Regions from separate parts of the Mus musculus genome. Here region 1 is linked to region 2. The links are chromatin contacts, called in public HiChIP or PLAC-seq maps. All regions are on one chromosome and are shown on one strand. The core of a region is the stretch at or near the end of the contact, and the rest is flanking DNA. Distances in the headings are between cores, read along the strand shown. Region 1 overlaps Galns (galactosamine (N-acetyl)-6-sulfate sulfatase). Region 2 overlaps Zfpm1 (zinc finger protein, multitype 1).

Region 1 (7,573 bases), core at 1,735-4,234, 290 kb after region 2:
AGACACACAACAGGACAGGAACACACGATGAATGCCTTGTTGGTTTGGCTGGCTGTTCAGTGGCTTGCCTCTGCCCACATGCCCCAGCCCTATGTGGTACCTCCCTATGCTAGCCTGTGTAGGCCCTTCTCCCTTCGTGCTGCCATGTTTGTGGCCTGTTGTTAACTTCAACATTCCAAAATCCAATCCCTGCAGGTTCAAATCCCTGTGGCCAAATGAATCTGTTGTCTTACGGCCAGCTAGTGCTGAGGACTATGTCCCACAGCTACCAGTCTGTGACTGTCACTTGACATTTGAGAGGGTCCTTGTAGGGAAGCAAGAGACAGGTGGCGTTATATAGAGAGTGTCTTCACGGGGACGTTCTCTCCATAAATTCACCCCTGTCGTCTTTCCTTATGCCTGGTCGTGGGAGAGGCATGCTCTTGGGCTAGGGAGTGGCTTTAGGGCAGGGCCTGGATAGCTGCTACAGGAAGTGGAACTCACAGCCTTCATGTGTCTGGCTACCTCTAGGCAGTAAACAGGCCTGGGGCAGAGGCATATGGGATGAGCAAGTCCCCAAAGACTCAGACTGCTGAGCACAAGCTGAATGTGGGCGAACGAGATGGCTTCACGGAGAGGCACCATGATCTATGGGATGACCCTGAGGCCTGAGGCCAGTGGTGGCAATCACATAGGCACAGATCTCAAAGAATAGCCCTGCCCATCAACCCTGCAGCCCGTCACCCCACGCCACCAGAGCTCCTTTGGTTTGTGACAACATTTATGTCCTAGTTAGCCTTGAGGAAATACCAGTCTCTGCCTAGGGGAGGGAAAGGAAGCTCTCCTCAGCTACCGTTTGGTGGCCAGAAGCTTAGAGTTAGGTTACTGCAGGGCCACACTTCCTCTAGAGGACCTGAGAGGCACCTTCCTGCCTGGTCCAGCTTCTTGGTTTATCTCTGCCTCTTCCTTAAGCATCCTTTCCCCCTTGGCGTCTGTGTCCTTTCTCCTCTCAGAGTAATGCCCCACTCCTATCCAGGATGCCCTCACGGTCATCTTGATCTTAATGGCATCTGTAAGACCATATTTCCAGAAGCGTATCTTCCGAGGTGCTGGAGACCCACGGGTACTCATGCAGGATGTAGGAGCAGCCTCGGGGACCTTTCTATTGTCCCAAAGCCCTCTCTATCTCCCATTAGCAAGTTATGGCCTGTCACTGAGCAGAAGGCTGTGATTTCCAACCTGGCAGAAATGCTGTAGCATGGACACAGGACTTGTATTCCAGGACCCAAGGCACCTACTATCCTTCCAGGGGAGCCGTGTTAGCCTCCCGGGGAGAGCCAGAGTGTATTGGGCTCGAGTCAGCTGAGGACAGTTAGGAGATGGGGACAGCTGAGGACAGTTAGGAGATGGGGACACTTTGATAGATGTGACGCCAGTCACAGATTGCGGTGACTTTTGAGTATCACTGCGAATAGGGAAAGCTAGGAGGGGTGCTCTTGAACCCTTCAGGGATAGAACCCTGCAGTGACCGTTTAACCCACCATTGTTTGTCGTTGAGGTTAGCCAGGTATAGTGACTTTTGAGCTCAAAGACTCCTGCCCAGTGGAGGCCACTAGGTACCCTCAGCTCCAGGGTCCATGGTCTGAAGCACTGTACTCCAGAATCTGGGATGGAGTCCTTGGATCTCCTCGCCCTCAGCCTTTCCCTCCTGTCAGTCCCAGGGCTAGTTGGTGTGGATGGATGTCTCCTATGGCTGACTTGCTTACCCCTGCCCTTGGCCATCCCTGAAGGTAGCTTAGAGTATAGGATCCATTGCTGGGGTTGTCAATGAACTCAACCCAGAATGGGGAGGGATGAGAGGCAACCAGGAAGAGAAAGCAGGAGGGGAGCTCCCAGAGAGCATGGCAGCCATGGCCTGAGGTGAAGATAGAGGTCTCTGGGAGTTAGTAGGCTCTACATCCTCCTTGGTTGGGCGCCCAGGGTCCCATGTCTGTGTTCTTCATCTCCACACAAAGGCATCCATTTCCTGTGAGACCAGAGGGGTAACTCCACGGAAGGCAGAGCACCCAGACGTGGTTCTCACCTTTGGCCTGTCTGGCCAGTGTCTCCTCTGCGGCATGGAGACCCTGCCCCTGCCTCACCTGAGTGGGAATCTCTCCCCTGGGTCCCGTCCCAGGTGGAAGATCAGGGGTAGCTCCGTGTGTTCTTCCTGGGTGTGGGTTGTAACTCCTGAGACGTTCTGCCCGGGGCAGAAGTCAGTGCCCTGCAATGAGAGGCACAGAGAACAAGTGGGCATCCAGGACCCAGAAGCCCATGCAGCAGAGATGCCCTACTAGTCCAGCTGCTCACACATCCCTCGCGCCTGGTACTGCGGTGTTCCCTGGGGAGTGAACGTGAGAGCGGTTGGATCTGGTCACCTCCTGGATGGGGGAAAGCTTCAGGAGGAACTGCTTAGCATCTGTCTCTGGGCGGCTCCCCAAGTTTTTTCCATAATAGTCTGGGCAGCTAGGCTGTAATCTCAGCACTCAGGAGATAGAAGTAGGAATATCTTGAGTTTGAAGTCAGCCTGGGCTACAGGAGACCCTGCCTCAAAACAGATGAAGCCGTCTGGACCGGCTAACGCTTTGATTTTGAGGAGTGCTCCTCAGAGCGCCATAAAGCCTTTTCAGTGTGCGGCCAGGAGAACAGTGGCCTCTCAGAAGATGACGAGTCAGGGTGAGTCACTAGACCAGACACAGGAAGAGGGACCTTTGGCTTGAAAGCTGAGAGAACGCAGACCCAGAGCTGAACACGTGAGCTGAAGTAAGGGACAAAACAGCCGTGACCAGGCTCGAGGGAAGGGCACAGGCTGTGGAATCATGACCACTGCCTTCAGAGGTACAGAGGGAAGGCGGAACACATACTCAGGCTGTACGGAGTCAGTCCCTGCAGCTTCCTCTCAGATAGTTTGGCTGCTGCGGCTACCTTTCCTGGGTGCAGTCTGATTCCATTACAGCCGTTTGTGTGTACAAGCTTGCCCTTTGCCCTGGACCTCCCCTATGAGATTTCGCTGCGTACTCCTTGGGGTGGACTGATGTAGGAATGGAGAATGCCCCTAACCACGCCTCCAACAGTCTCAGACAGGAGCTGTGACTCAGTTGCCCTAGTGTCAGCCAACTCAGCAGTGGGAGACCTTCCTGTAGGGTCTGTATACATTTGACACGCAGCGCCGTTCACTAAGGAAATGTCTGCAGCACCTTGTGTAACACTTCTGGGATGGACAGCTGGTTGGTGCAGCAGTTTACAGTCTATAAAGCAGGGAGGCCATAGCCTATGAAGTTCCATTTGTGAGGAGCTGCAGAGATACAAGTTGGGGACTGGAAGGGTGGGCTATATTACAGTCAAAGTGGGTCCCGAATCTAGGCCTCCTGGAGCGTCCTGCCAGGGGACAAACTGTGCAGCACACAGCAGGAAACCACAACCATTAGCATGAAAATACCAAACAGTTAATGGAGAGGTCTAGATGGAACTCATAAATTATAATTTGGATGCAAATCAAATAAGCTATTTAATTAAGATCCCGCTAATTGGTCTAGGGTTTCTCTTACAGCTGCAGTTGTGTGAGTGCCTTGCTCGCCCTCAGGGCACCTCCGGGAAGTCAGCCTGCTGTAACACTTCATCCTCCCCGCAGAGCAGGCCTCTGGCCTGGCTCTGGATGCACAGCGGGATGGGGACAGGCAGACTGCTAGAAATCTCCTGATTTTGGAGAGGTGGTAAGGGACAGGACACTCGGGTTGGCTCACTCTCCTGGGAGATCAAAGTTCAGGTGTAGCAGCTGAGACCTCCATCTTAGGTCTGAAGCTAGAACCTGAGGCTTGTTAAGACAACCCCAGGAGCCCGGTGTGGTGGCACTCGGGAGGCAGAGGCAGGCAGATTTCTGAGTTCAAGGCCAGCCTGGTCTACAAAGTGAGTTCCAGGAAAGCCAGGGCTACACAGAGAAGCCCTGTCTCGAAAAACCAAAAAAAAAAAAAAAAAAAAAAAAAAAAAAGACAACCCCAGGAATCCAGGAGTGAAGGCCCAAGACCTGGGAGTTCTCTCACACCAGAAGCTCACGAACACTAGCAGAGGCAGATTGTAGCCTTTTGTCTGTAACAACCACCCTTTACCTGGGCCTCAACCCTGAGTCAGACCGTGAGAACTGAGGACAGCGGCAGTTTACAGGACAAAGTTCGGCTAATAACAACTGAGTAGTTCAGGCGATCTCAGGTGTTTTCCAACTTCTTAACAGTATCAGCCCTCCTCACTCCGTGGATGCTGCAGAGACCCCCTTCAGCACGGGCCACGTGGTGTGGAACCCTGGACAACATTCTGGCTCAGACGTTGCTTGCCCTCCAACAACACTGCCACCAATTAAAAATGAATGGGAGAACAGACTCCCTCCTAGAGACAGAAGCAGGCTTGATGGTGGGCGTGTGTGTGGTGAGGGCAGTGGCCAGCCTAGTTCACAGCGCACAGGACCCTAGGCCCTCAGCTACAGAGGGCAGGGCTAGAAAGGGAAGAGGGGAAGTGCTCAAGATGGACACACAGAGATGGATTCCGAGTACGGGTGTGGGCAGTGGAGACCAGGCTACCAGGCTAGTCAGATCTCAAGGCAGCAAAGGACAGGCGAGGGAGGGCCTGGGTACATCAGTGTCCACGAGGAACTGCCGCTAGACCTGGCGGTGAGCGGGAGGAAAGGCCTTAGGCCTAGTGACCTCACTGGAATTCCAGGTGTTCTCCATCTCTGCAGCCAGCTCAGCAGGAAGGCAGGCAGGGCGGGGCGGGGACCAAGCGTCTCCTTCCAAGGCCTTCTACAGGACCCCAACCCTAATGGGCCTGGGACCCTTGTCCATCTGTGTATTTACTCCTCACCTCCACCAGGCCTGGCTGATCTCTAGCACTGGGTTGGGAGGGAGATGTAAAGTCTCAAACCAGACAAACAGCTGAGGTGCCTACTTAACAGATCAAAGCAGGCCTAGCTGCCAGGTTCTCCCTGCATCCCTCAGTCAGTTACAGGGTATGGCTGGCATACCCTACTCCCTACCCTGAACTCTCCAGTGCAGGGGGCACGGAGCTAGGCTGCTCTTGATCCAACCTTTTGGTTACCCACCCCTTTTGTACATTTGGCCTCCTGGCTCCTGCACCTGGTTGCCCCCACTTCGGATCTCCTCACAAGGCTCAGGGTCATGTCCGCTCTGGACTCTCACAGAGACAGGTCTCTGACTCTAGCTATGATCTCCGTTTTATCCTCCACTCTACCTGAGAGCAGTCCTATCCCTTCCTTTTTTCGTTTTCTCATTCAGAAGGGGTGTTAAGGGTGGGGCCTGCCTGGCATCACTACCTGCCCATCAGTCCATATGGAGTAGTCACACCAAGGGATTCTGGGTTCTACTGATCCCCAGGCCCAAGAAGGAAGTGGAGCAAGATACTCAAGTGACCCAGAACAGGGCATGCAGACCATAATACCCTCCCTCAGGCCTGGCCTTTAGAGCAAGAGAATGTCTAAGATACAGAGTGACCCTAGCAGGACAGCCATGGAGCCTCTAGATAAACCTTCTCCGAATGTGCTTGCCAGCAGGAGGGGACAGTGAGCAGGCCCATGGCTTCTGGGCCTTGAGCTGTGTGATCTGTGCCCACCGGCAGCTCGGATGACATGAATTGGTCATCTTTTGCGGGATTCCGCCTCGCCTTCAGAACAGCCCGTGGAGACCCTAGCATTTGAAATAAAAGCACTATGTCTTCATAAAAAAGGGTGTACAAGGCCTCCACAGGCTGACCTGCAAAACCATACAGGTGACATAAGGCTAAGAAACTGGGGCCCATGTGGGTGACCCAGGGCCATGGGTGGTAGGATCCATGCTCGTGCCTAGGGTCCATCAGGGAGGCCCCAGGTTGACCTTGGCTCTTCAGGGCCTGGCTGTGACTTTTACCAGGAAACCCACTGCGTAGACCTCAGGCCTCTATTGGCCTCTCAACTTAAGATTAGGAGGGTGGAAGTGATGGACACAGTCTCCTGACTTGGCTGGAATAGCCCTGGCTTAGGCTCCAGGATGACGCTCTTTAGACCGGACTCTGGCAAGAGACCAACTTTCAGCCATCTAATTCTGGCCCTTGAGGGATGAGGACCTAAGACCTGGGCTCTTTGGAATCATTGTCCCACAGTGGGGAGAAGGTCTGCTAATAGCAAGAGTTGTACACGTTTCAGACGTTAATTTTACAGTCTTCATGTTCTGGGTAGCTAGAAACTGTGAAAACCCTCGTGGGCCCCACTCCACCTGCTCGAGTGCAGAGTATGGCACTGTTGGTGGCACCACAGGCTCCTCACGACACCTTCTGACCCCTTGTGCAAACAGGATAACATCGGGACTATCTGGTACCCAACAGGCCATGTGGATATGAGTTCTGCCTAGAGAGCCTTCCAGACATTCACCGGTGCTGGTAGGATTTGGCATACAACCTCTTGGATGGGTGCTAGTCTGGCAGAAGCAGAGATGGGCTTTTCTGGACCCTGCCTTAAGGAGACCTTAAGTGGCCTTGCAATGGTCCAGAGAGGGAGCCACACACGCATGAGAGGGAATTTCTTTCTTCTGACTTTTAAACTACCCAAACTCTTGAGAAGCCAACAATGGGTACCCCCAAAGAACACCCCGAGGGGAGCATATGGAGTGTGTGACAACGCTAAGGTTCTATTCACTATAAACCTCAGATCCCTTGAGGGAATTCCAAAAGCACTTCTGGGTCACAGGGACTGGAAGCAGTCATGGGCACCCAGAAAGCAGGTGTCTCTAGGATATTGGCTGTCTGTGCTGGATGGTTTTATGTCAACTACATGTAAGCTAAAGCCATCTGAGAGGAGGGAATCTCAACTGAGAAAATGCTACCATAAGATCAGGCTTAGGGCCCGGAAATGCATCTGCTTGTCTCGGGCGAGATGGCTTCAAGGTTACTTCGCGGAGTGGGCGCTTTGGCGGCGCAGGCCCTGAGGGCCCACGGTCCCCGTGGCGTGGCCATGACCCGCTCCATGGCTTCTGGAGGTGGTGTCCCTACTGATGAGGAGCAGGCTGCCGGGCTGGAGAGGGAGATCATGATAGCAGTACAGAAGGGACTGGACCCACACAATATGCTACCTCCAAAGGCAGCTTCGGGCACCAAGGAAGACCCTAATCTAGTCCCGTCCATCAGCAACAAGAGAATAGTGGGCTGCATCTGTGAAGAGGACAACTGTACTGTCATCTGGTTTTGGCTGCACAAAGGCGAGAGTCAGCGATGCCCCAACTGTGGAACCCATTCCAAGCTGGTGCCCCACCAAATGGCCCACTCAGCCCCTATGTTATCTTTTCAGAATGTAAAGAAAAACTTCTCTCTAATAAAGACTAGCCATTGCACTGGCTCCTCCCATAAAAAAAAAAAAAGATCAGGCTTAGGGAAGCCTTTAGGGCATTTTCTAGTGGGTGGTGCCATCCTGGGGCTGGTGGTCCTGGGTTCTATAAGAAAGCAGGCTGAGCAAGCCATGGGTGGTAAGCCAGAAATTAGCATCCCTCCATGGCCTCTGCATCAGCTCCTGCTCCAGGTGCCT
Region 2 (6,821 bases), core at 1,662-4,161:
CTCCCAGTACCCACACCACCTTGGGCAGATCTGTGTAACAACATGGCCTTGTTTGCGCAGCAGACATGGTGCCTCTGCAGCCTTGCCAGGCAGCTTTACCTGAGTGTCCTGCTGCCCTGCAGTGCCTGGTTAGACCATAGGTAGTTCAGTGTCACTGTGCCCCAGCAAAGCCACGCCCACCAGCTGTGAGGGCCCTGCAGCACTCGGAAGCCCAGGGGGCCCCAAGCCTGTCCACAGCCATTGTGTCTCCCAGCTCAGCCCAGCTGCCTCTCATGACAGGCGGCACCCAGATGGGACTCCGGTGCCATTGCGAGCTTGTCTGGATAAAGCTGCCTCCTTCAGCTGATCCGAGATTCTCACTGATGGTGTGATGCGCCGAGATTAGGGCTGCGCCAGGCTAATCCTCCTGCTGAGGGACAGGTAAGGCAGCCAGGGGGGAGTGAGGCACCTGCTGTGTGAGAAGAGAAACCAGGGTCTGTCAGCCCCAGACACCCCTTGGCATGGTGGCCTGGCCACACTGGCAGGAACCCCTTCTCAAGCCCTCCTGGGCCCAGTGGGGGTGGGGGCATTCAGCTCTTTTCCCAGTCCTGTGTATATGAAATCATTCCTGAGAACTGAAACTCAGGAATCCCAGAGATGGGAAGGGAAGGCCTGAGGAGGGCAGGAACTTTCCCTGGGATCCTGGGTCTCCCCAGGTATGATGACCCCAGTGCTGGCCCTGCTGAGGGGAGCTGTCTTGACTGAGTGGTGGATGTACCCTTGGGCCTGTCCTGCTTCTCGCCGTGTCCTCCCATTGTCCCTCACTTCTCTTCTGATGACTCAAAGTCACACAGCACAGGAGGCACTCTGACCTAGAGGCTCTGTCCAGACCTGAGCCTCCAGCTACCTAGATGTTCTGAGGTGTTTGCAGATATAACCCCCCACCTCTATAAAGGGACCTGGTCTCTCCGCTTTAAAGTGAAGGCCTGGGCACAGAGTGGGCAAACGCTCAGGATTTCCCAGTCCTACCCACGGATCAGTGCAGTCTAGTCTGCAGAGCCTTGAATTCAGAGACCCTCCTGTCTCTGCCTCCCAAGCGCAGAGATTAAAGACGTGCACCATCATGCCTGGTTAAGTTGGTATGTTTATTGCTTGTAGTAATTTCATTTACCGTCCCCCACACACACACACACACACACAAAGGTGGCTCTTTTGGTGAGAATGTTGGCTTGAAGGGATGGAGAGGCAGCTTGGTCAGTAAGTGCTCTCCACGCAAGCGTGAGGACCTGAGTTCAGATCTCCAGCCCCCTTATAAAGAGCCGAGCTCGGCAGTGCGGGCCTGTATCCCAGTGCTGAGGACTCGGGGACATGCTGCCTCTGGACAATACTGCATCCCTCTCGGGCAAAGAGCTCCCGCAGGACTTCTTATTTCTGACCACCCCCACCTGGATGATTCTAGAAGTTTGTCTTTGTCATCCTGGGTTATTGTCCCCACCCTCTCCTGACTAATCACCAGGATTTCATACCTGGGGTGTCTCGGGATTCACACTCTGAACCATCAAGTTCAAGGATATGAGAGGGGGGCTAGGGTCCAGCCTACCCATCACCCTTTAGGCGTCTCCCTGGTCTGAGCCTCAGTTTCCGTATCTGTAAGATGGGGCTAGAGATGCAAAGGTTGCCCCGCAACCCTGGTCCTGCTCCCCAGAACCTCTAGCCATATTCTCTGGCCACCCCATCTGTCCTGTACCTCCTCGCTGCCCACCAAATCCAGACTGCTAGACTCCAGGCCAGAGAGGCACAGCTGGACCCAGCTCCATCTGACCTGGCTGTGTAACCTTGGGCCAAGCACTTCACCTCACTGGGCCTGGCTACCTCATAGAGCAGATGAGCCCATGAGTGTCCTTGCAGGTCCTTGTGAAGAGCTGAGGAGACAGAGCTTGGGAACCCTGAGTCCTGGCAGACAGGTGGGACCCCCACCCTCCCAGGTTCTTCTCCAAGCCTGTCTTCCTTCCTGGCTGGTGCCTGAGAGAGAGGCCTCCTCCTTCAGCTCCACGGGTGTGGGAGGGAATGGGGTGGGTGTGTTCCGCCCTCCCAGGCCCCCAACAAAAAGAAGAAAGAAAGGGAACCTTGATAAAAAGAGCGATAGGCGCCATGCGTGGAGGAGCCGCTATCAGCCCATCTATCTGCCTGCTCACTCTCGGTTCTTCCCCCTTATCTCACCCCTCCAAATGCCAGGAACAAAAGCGTCGCAGACTTCCATGCATTGCCAAGCCCCTGGCCCAACTCAGGGCTGCCAGGAGAGATGGCCCTGAAATCTAAAGAGAAAGTCGAGGCCCCTCAGCCTCATCATTTTTGGAAAAGGAAGACCCAAATGGCCCATTCTGAGACCTAGCAGCTGGGGTGGAATTGTCCAGGAGTGGTGCCTAGGGGTGGGGGAGGTCTCCACGGCACCCCTTGCACATTGGCTGTGTGACCTTGGGTCAGCATCTTCCCTCTGAGGCATCCAGGGTGGGTAAGAATGAGTTTAGTGGGGCCTGGGTGGACCAGTTTTCCCCCATAAAGTTCCTTTCTACCTAAATCTTTCTCGGGTCACCAGAATCTAACACTTTCCAGAACACCCCCAAGATCCAGTCCCACCTTTGCCTCCCCTGAAAACTCCTAAGTCCTATGGATTGTCTTAGAAATGGCCTGGGTTCCCAAGAGCAGCACCACTGAGCCCTGGTCCCCAGAACGTCCATTCCTCCCACCTCTGTCCAGCCCCTACTAGCAGCCAATGAAAATAGTGTGTGCAAATGAGCAGACTTGAGGCTCAGAGATTGGCTACAGTTCCATGGAGGGGGTGGGGCCTTATCTCAAACGAGAGCTTGTACCTGTCCAGCCCAGACCCACTGGGTGGAAGTCCTCCCGGGCTTCTGTGCCTTCTTACTGAGCCTTGTGTTTGCCTTGAACAGGCGGGCCTTTAAGTAAGCTCTGCTGACCTCAGCCTAAGCCACACCCTCCGGCACTAGGACCTGGGCATTCCACAAACACTACAGTCAGCTCCTGTGCCAAATGAGAGTGGGGAGGTGAGAAGTGGAGCCGGGACAGGCAGCAAAGGCTGGCAGCTCCCTCCCTCCCTCCAGACCCTACTCGAGTTATTGTCCCCATCCCCTCCTGAGCCTGGTGACTCACTAGGAATGTTGCTGACCAAGTCTCTGTGGCCTGAGGCTCTGGCAAGAACAGGGATCTCCGTTTGTCTTTGTCACACCTCAGTTTCCCAATCTGTAAAATGGAAAGGAATCTAGTCCCTCAGCTGCCAGGAGGGTTTTGAACCCCATCCCTGCCCCAGGCCTCGGTTTCCCCACCACATCATGGGCCATTCTAGAGCTGCCCATTCCGTATTCTTTTCAAAGCTGCGGAGGTGGGATCCTGACCTTGCCCCCAGCCTCTCCGCTCCTCAGCGTACCGTATTACAGAATAGGGTCTATAGTCAGCAGTCGGGGGCACTGGCTCCCACCGCACCCCCAAGCCTCTGACCTAACAGCCACTGGTATGAGCAGGGGTTTGTTGTTGTTGTTGTTGTTTTAATGTGTAATTGCAAAATAGTGGGGAAACAAGGTCCCCTGGAGAGCTTAGGCTGAGACCTAAGGGAGGAAGAGTCAGGAGTGACCTCATGGCCTCCCTCAGTCCTGGCCCCCACACTAAGGGTCTCTGTCACCTGTTTTTATTAACTGTGTGTGAGGGTACACTATCCCATCGTGAGGCCTTCCAGGGGGCCTCTCAGACCCTGCCAGAGGGCATCCATCTCATTTGGGCAGCTCCCGCCTCCCCCCAGAGCACAGAGCTGGATAAAAGCTACCTGCTTGTTTCTAGATCAGCCTTGCTGTCTCGGGAGGAAGAGGATGGAGGAAAGGAACAGGGTCAAGTCAGTCTGAGAAGCTGGCATTACCACAGACAGGGAAGCCTGAGGAGTCCTGAGGGACGGACCAAGTGCTGTGATACGGAGACAGGGAAGGGACCGTGGCTGGGACACAGATGACTCGGAAGCCCCACAGCGTTGAGAAAGCATTCTTGAATCAGAGCCGAGGGGCAGAAGCTGAGCGGGGTGGAGGTGGAGTGGAGAGAAGATGCTGATGGTGTTGGTGAGAGCGTGAAGGACACACAACACAGGGCCTCATGTGTAAGCAGGGCAGGGAGAGGATGGGGTACCCACAGTGTGGAAGGAGGGGGTACCCACAGTGTGTTAGAGGATGGGGTACCCACAGTGTGTTAGAGGATGGGGCACCCACAGTGTGTTAGAGGATAGTGCACCCACAGTGTGTTAGAGGATAGTGTACCTACAGTGTGTTAGAGGATAGTGCACCCACAGTGTGTTAGAGGATGGGGCACCCACAGTGTGTTAAAGGATAGTGCACCCACAGTGTGTTAGAGGATAGTGTACCCACAGTGTGTTAGAGGATGGGGTACCCACAGTGTGTTAGAGGATGGGGTACCCACAGTGTGCTAGAGGATGGGGTACCCGCAGTGTGTTAGAGGATGGGGTACCCACAGTGTGTTAGAGGATAGTGTACCCACAATGTGTTAGAGGATGGGTTACCCACAGTGTGTTAGAGGATAGTGTACCCACAGTGTGTTAGAGGATGGGGCACCCACAATGTGTTAGAGGATTGTGTACCCACAGTGTGTTAGAGGGTGGGGCACCCACAGTGTGAGAGGATGGGGCACCCGCAGTGGGTTTGGGAAGTGCTCAGAGCACTGTGCTGTTCCAGATGGGCACAGCCCAGCCTGCTGAGTGGAGGGCTTGTCTGTCACACAGGAGCCACCCCCTCCTGAGTAGCCATCTGCCTCTGCCCTGTGCCACACAGCGACGGCTCCATTAGTGAAACCCGCTCACATGGCTCAGTTCTTATCACCCATCTGGAGAAGGGATCACTCCAGCCTCAGCGCCCATCTCCGAGGCTTGTTTCCTCCTCTTTGCCCCAGGCGATGAGCTGTGGCCTCAGCAGGCCCGGGCCCCATCCTATCGCAGGACCCCCAGGCCATGGCCATCCCCGGGGAGCACAACCAGCCCCCTTGATATCCTGGGCCTTCCCCCATGCGGCCCCTCCCCCAGAAGCGCAGGCCATGGCTTCCCGGAGTGAAACAATCTTGTGTAATCTATCAGTGGCTATCGGGCCCATCGAGGGGAGGGACGGGAGTGGCTGGGCCTAGAGATGGCGCCAACCTTTAGCGTTGATAAAGTTTCCGAGTTCAGCTGTGATGAATGTTGAGTAAGCGCAGGCCGCAGATAGGATGTGGACTTGGCAGGCCCGAGGCTCCGGCTGAAACCAATCTCCCTCTATCAGCCAGGCTGGGCTTTCTCAGGCCCCCGGCCCTCTTCCCTCCTCCTAGCCTCCCTTTCTCTAGGCCTTGCCCCACCCAGGCCCCTGCCCCTGGGGACAGGGTAAAGGACCAGCTTACTGGTTGGATCTGTCCTGACAGAGGAACCAGGCTTAAGCCAAAGGGAAGATACTGAGGGAGCTCACAGAGGTAGCTGTTGAAACGGAGTGAGGGCCCAGCGCACCCCGACCCTCCACAGGTCCTGCATCTTCAGGCTTGTCGCTTGGTGGTGCTGCTTGCTGTACCCTGATTAAACCTCAGCTCCGTCCTGGGCCTTTAGACTTAGGAGCTCAGCCTGGACTTTCTGTGCCCCTCCCCATCCTAGGTCTTCCTACATGCAGTACCTGAGCTCATTTTAGTTTAAATGCCCGCCCCATTCAACAAACCCCAGAACCCCGACATCCCATGGACTGAACTAGCCCTCTGAGGTACATAGGCCCACATCTGTCTCCATCTCAGACTGATCCCCTCTCTTGACTGCACAGTGAGTCCCCAGCTTGGACCCTGCCTGGAACTTCCTGGTCCCCCCAGGGCCTCTCCGTCCACTCCTCACCAGAACTCTGTAAGGTCGGATGTGGGTCCCTGGACCTTGCAGCCCAGCTAGGTCTCCATTCTGTATGTCCCTGAAGAGCAGGCCGGGTGGTGGCTAGGAGGGCTGCCTTCCACCTCAGTTTCCGTTCATGGCTTCCACATTCCTGCATGCTGGTGCTAGCCAGGCTCTGACAGACTCCAGCAAGTGGTTGTGGGCAGCGTACATGTACCTGCAGGGATCTGGGCTGAAGGAGCCATAGTTTCTAAAGACTACAGGTACACCAGGAGGGGGCAGGGGTCACCCCCACAAAACAGAGGGGTGTCCTGACTCCAACTGAGCCAGGAGCAGCTAGCAGAGCCTAGGGTCTGGTTCCAGGAGCAGACATAGGGGGCCAGGGGTGGCCAGAAACAGAGGTGGAAAGGGAGATACGGGGATTATGGAGAGAAACGAGGCCTCACAAGGGCAACAGCGAGGCCTTAGTTCTCATCTACTGTGAATAAGGATGGGTCCAGAGACCTTGTTACTTTCTGTCTCAGTTTCTCATACTTAGAGCAGGGTAGTACCAAATTGGAACGCTAGTAAGTGTCATGCGTCAATGACATGCTCAGCTCTCCATTGTGTTCAGTGGCCCTTTCTCAGCCCCAGGGCTGAGGTCTGCCTCTGACCACTGGTACAGTGTGAAGCACATGGCTGGGGTGCCTGGGTCCTCAGAGGCTTCCAGAGGGCCACGCAGCTACACACGGACTAGCCAGAGCAGCAGCAGCAGCTCAGGGCAGGGAAGCCCACCATATTCTGGCCATTAAGTCGGAGTTGGCTTTTGTGTAAGGGTTGGAAACGGGAGCGGAATACATTTCCAGGAGGTGGGGGGGGGAGCTCGGTGCTGCCCACGGCCCAGCCAGGATCACAGCTGTGTGAAGCCTTGGTTCCTCTGGGGATAGGCAAGGGAAGGTGA

The links. HiChIP or PLAC-seq counts read pairs in DNA pulled down with a chosen protein or histone mark.
Region 1: a contact with region 2 is called in an HNF4G HiChIP or PLAC-seq map of pancreatic cancer cells. The contact joins two enhancer-like sites. A contact is called at or near these places in 1 of 39 promoter capture datasets (embryonic stem cells), 5 of 484 Hi-C or Micro-C datasets (CD4 T cells, CD8 T cells, the G1E-ER4 cell line and 2 more), 5 of 115 datasets of contacts at active chromatin or transcription factors (effector CD8 T cells, embryonic stem cells, epiblast stem cells and 2 more) and 2 of 9 other capture datasets (adipose tissue and liver).

What each region holds. Positions count from the first base shown.
Region 1 is chr8:122,582,792-122,590,364 of GRCm38.p6, forward strand. Galns (galactosamine (N-acetyl)-6-sulfate sulfatase) reads right to left here. Exons shown (of 14, transcript NM_016722.4): 12 at 2,121-2,242. It also overlaps the pseudogene Gm34962. Among named protein-coding and RNA genes, the nearest start is that of Aprt, 9.7 kb to the left of the region's middle. Within about 2 kb of position 2,985, at least 95 of the 459 cell types and tissues checked have an H3K27ac peak or open chromatin away from gene starts, as enhancers often do. A contact at or near this core is called in pancreatic cancer cells, where this site is marked.
Region 2 is chr8:122,291,565-122,298,385 of GRCm38.p6, forward strand. All of the region lies in intron 1 of Zfpm1 (zinc finger protein, multitype 1), which reads left to right. Among named protein-coding and RNA genes, the nearest start is that of Gm39269, 9.8 kb to the left of the region's middle. RefSeq lists enhancers at 4,687-5,042, 5,064-5,487. Within about 2 kb of position 2,912, at least 143 of the 459 cell types and tissues checked have an H3K27ac peak or open chromatin away from gene starts, as enhancers often do. A contact at or near this core is called in pancreatic cancer cells, where this site is marked.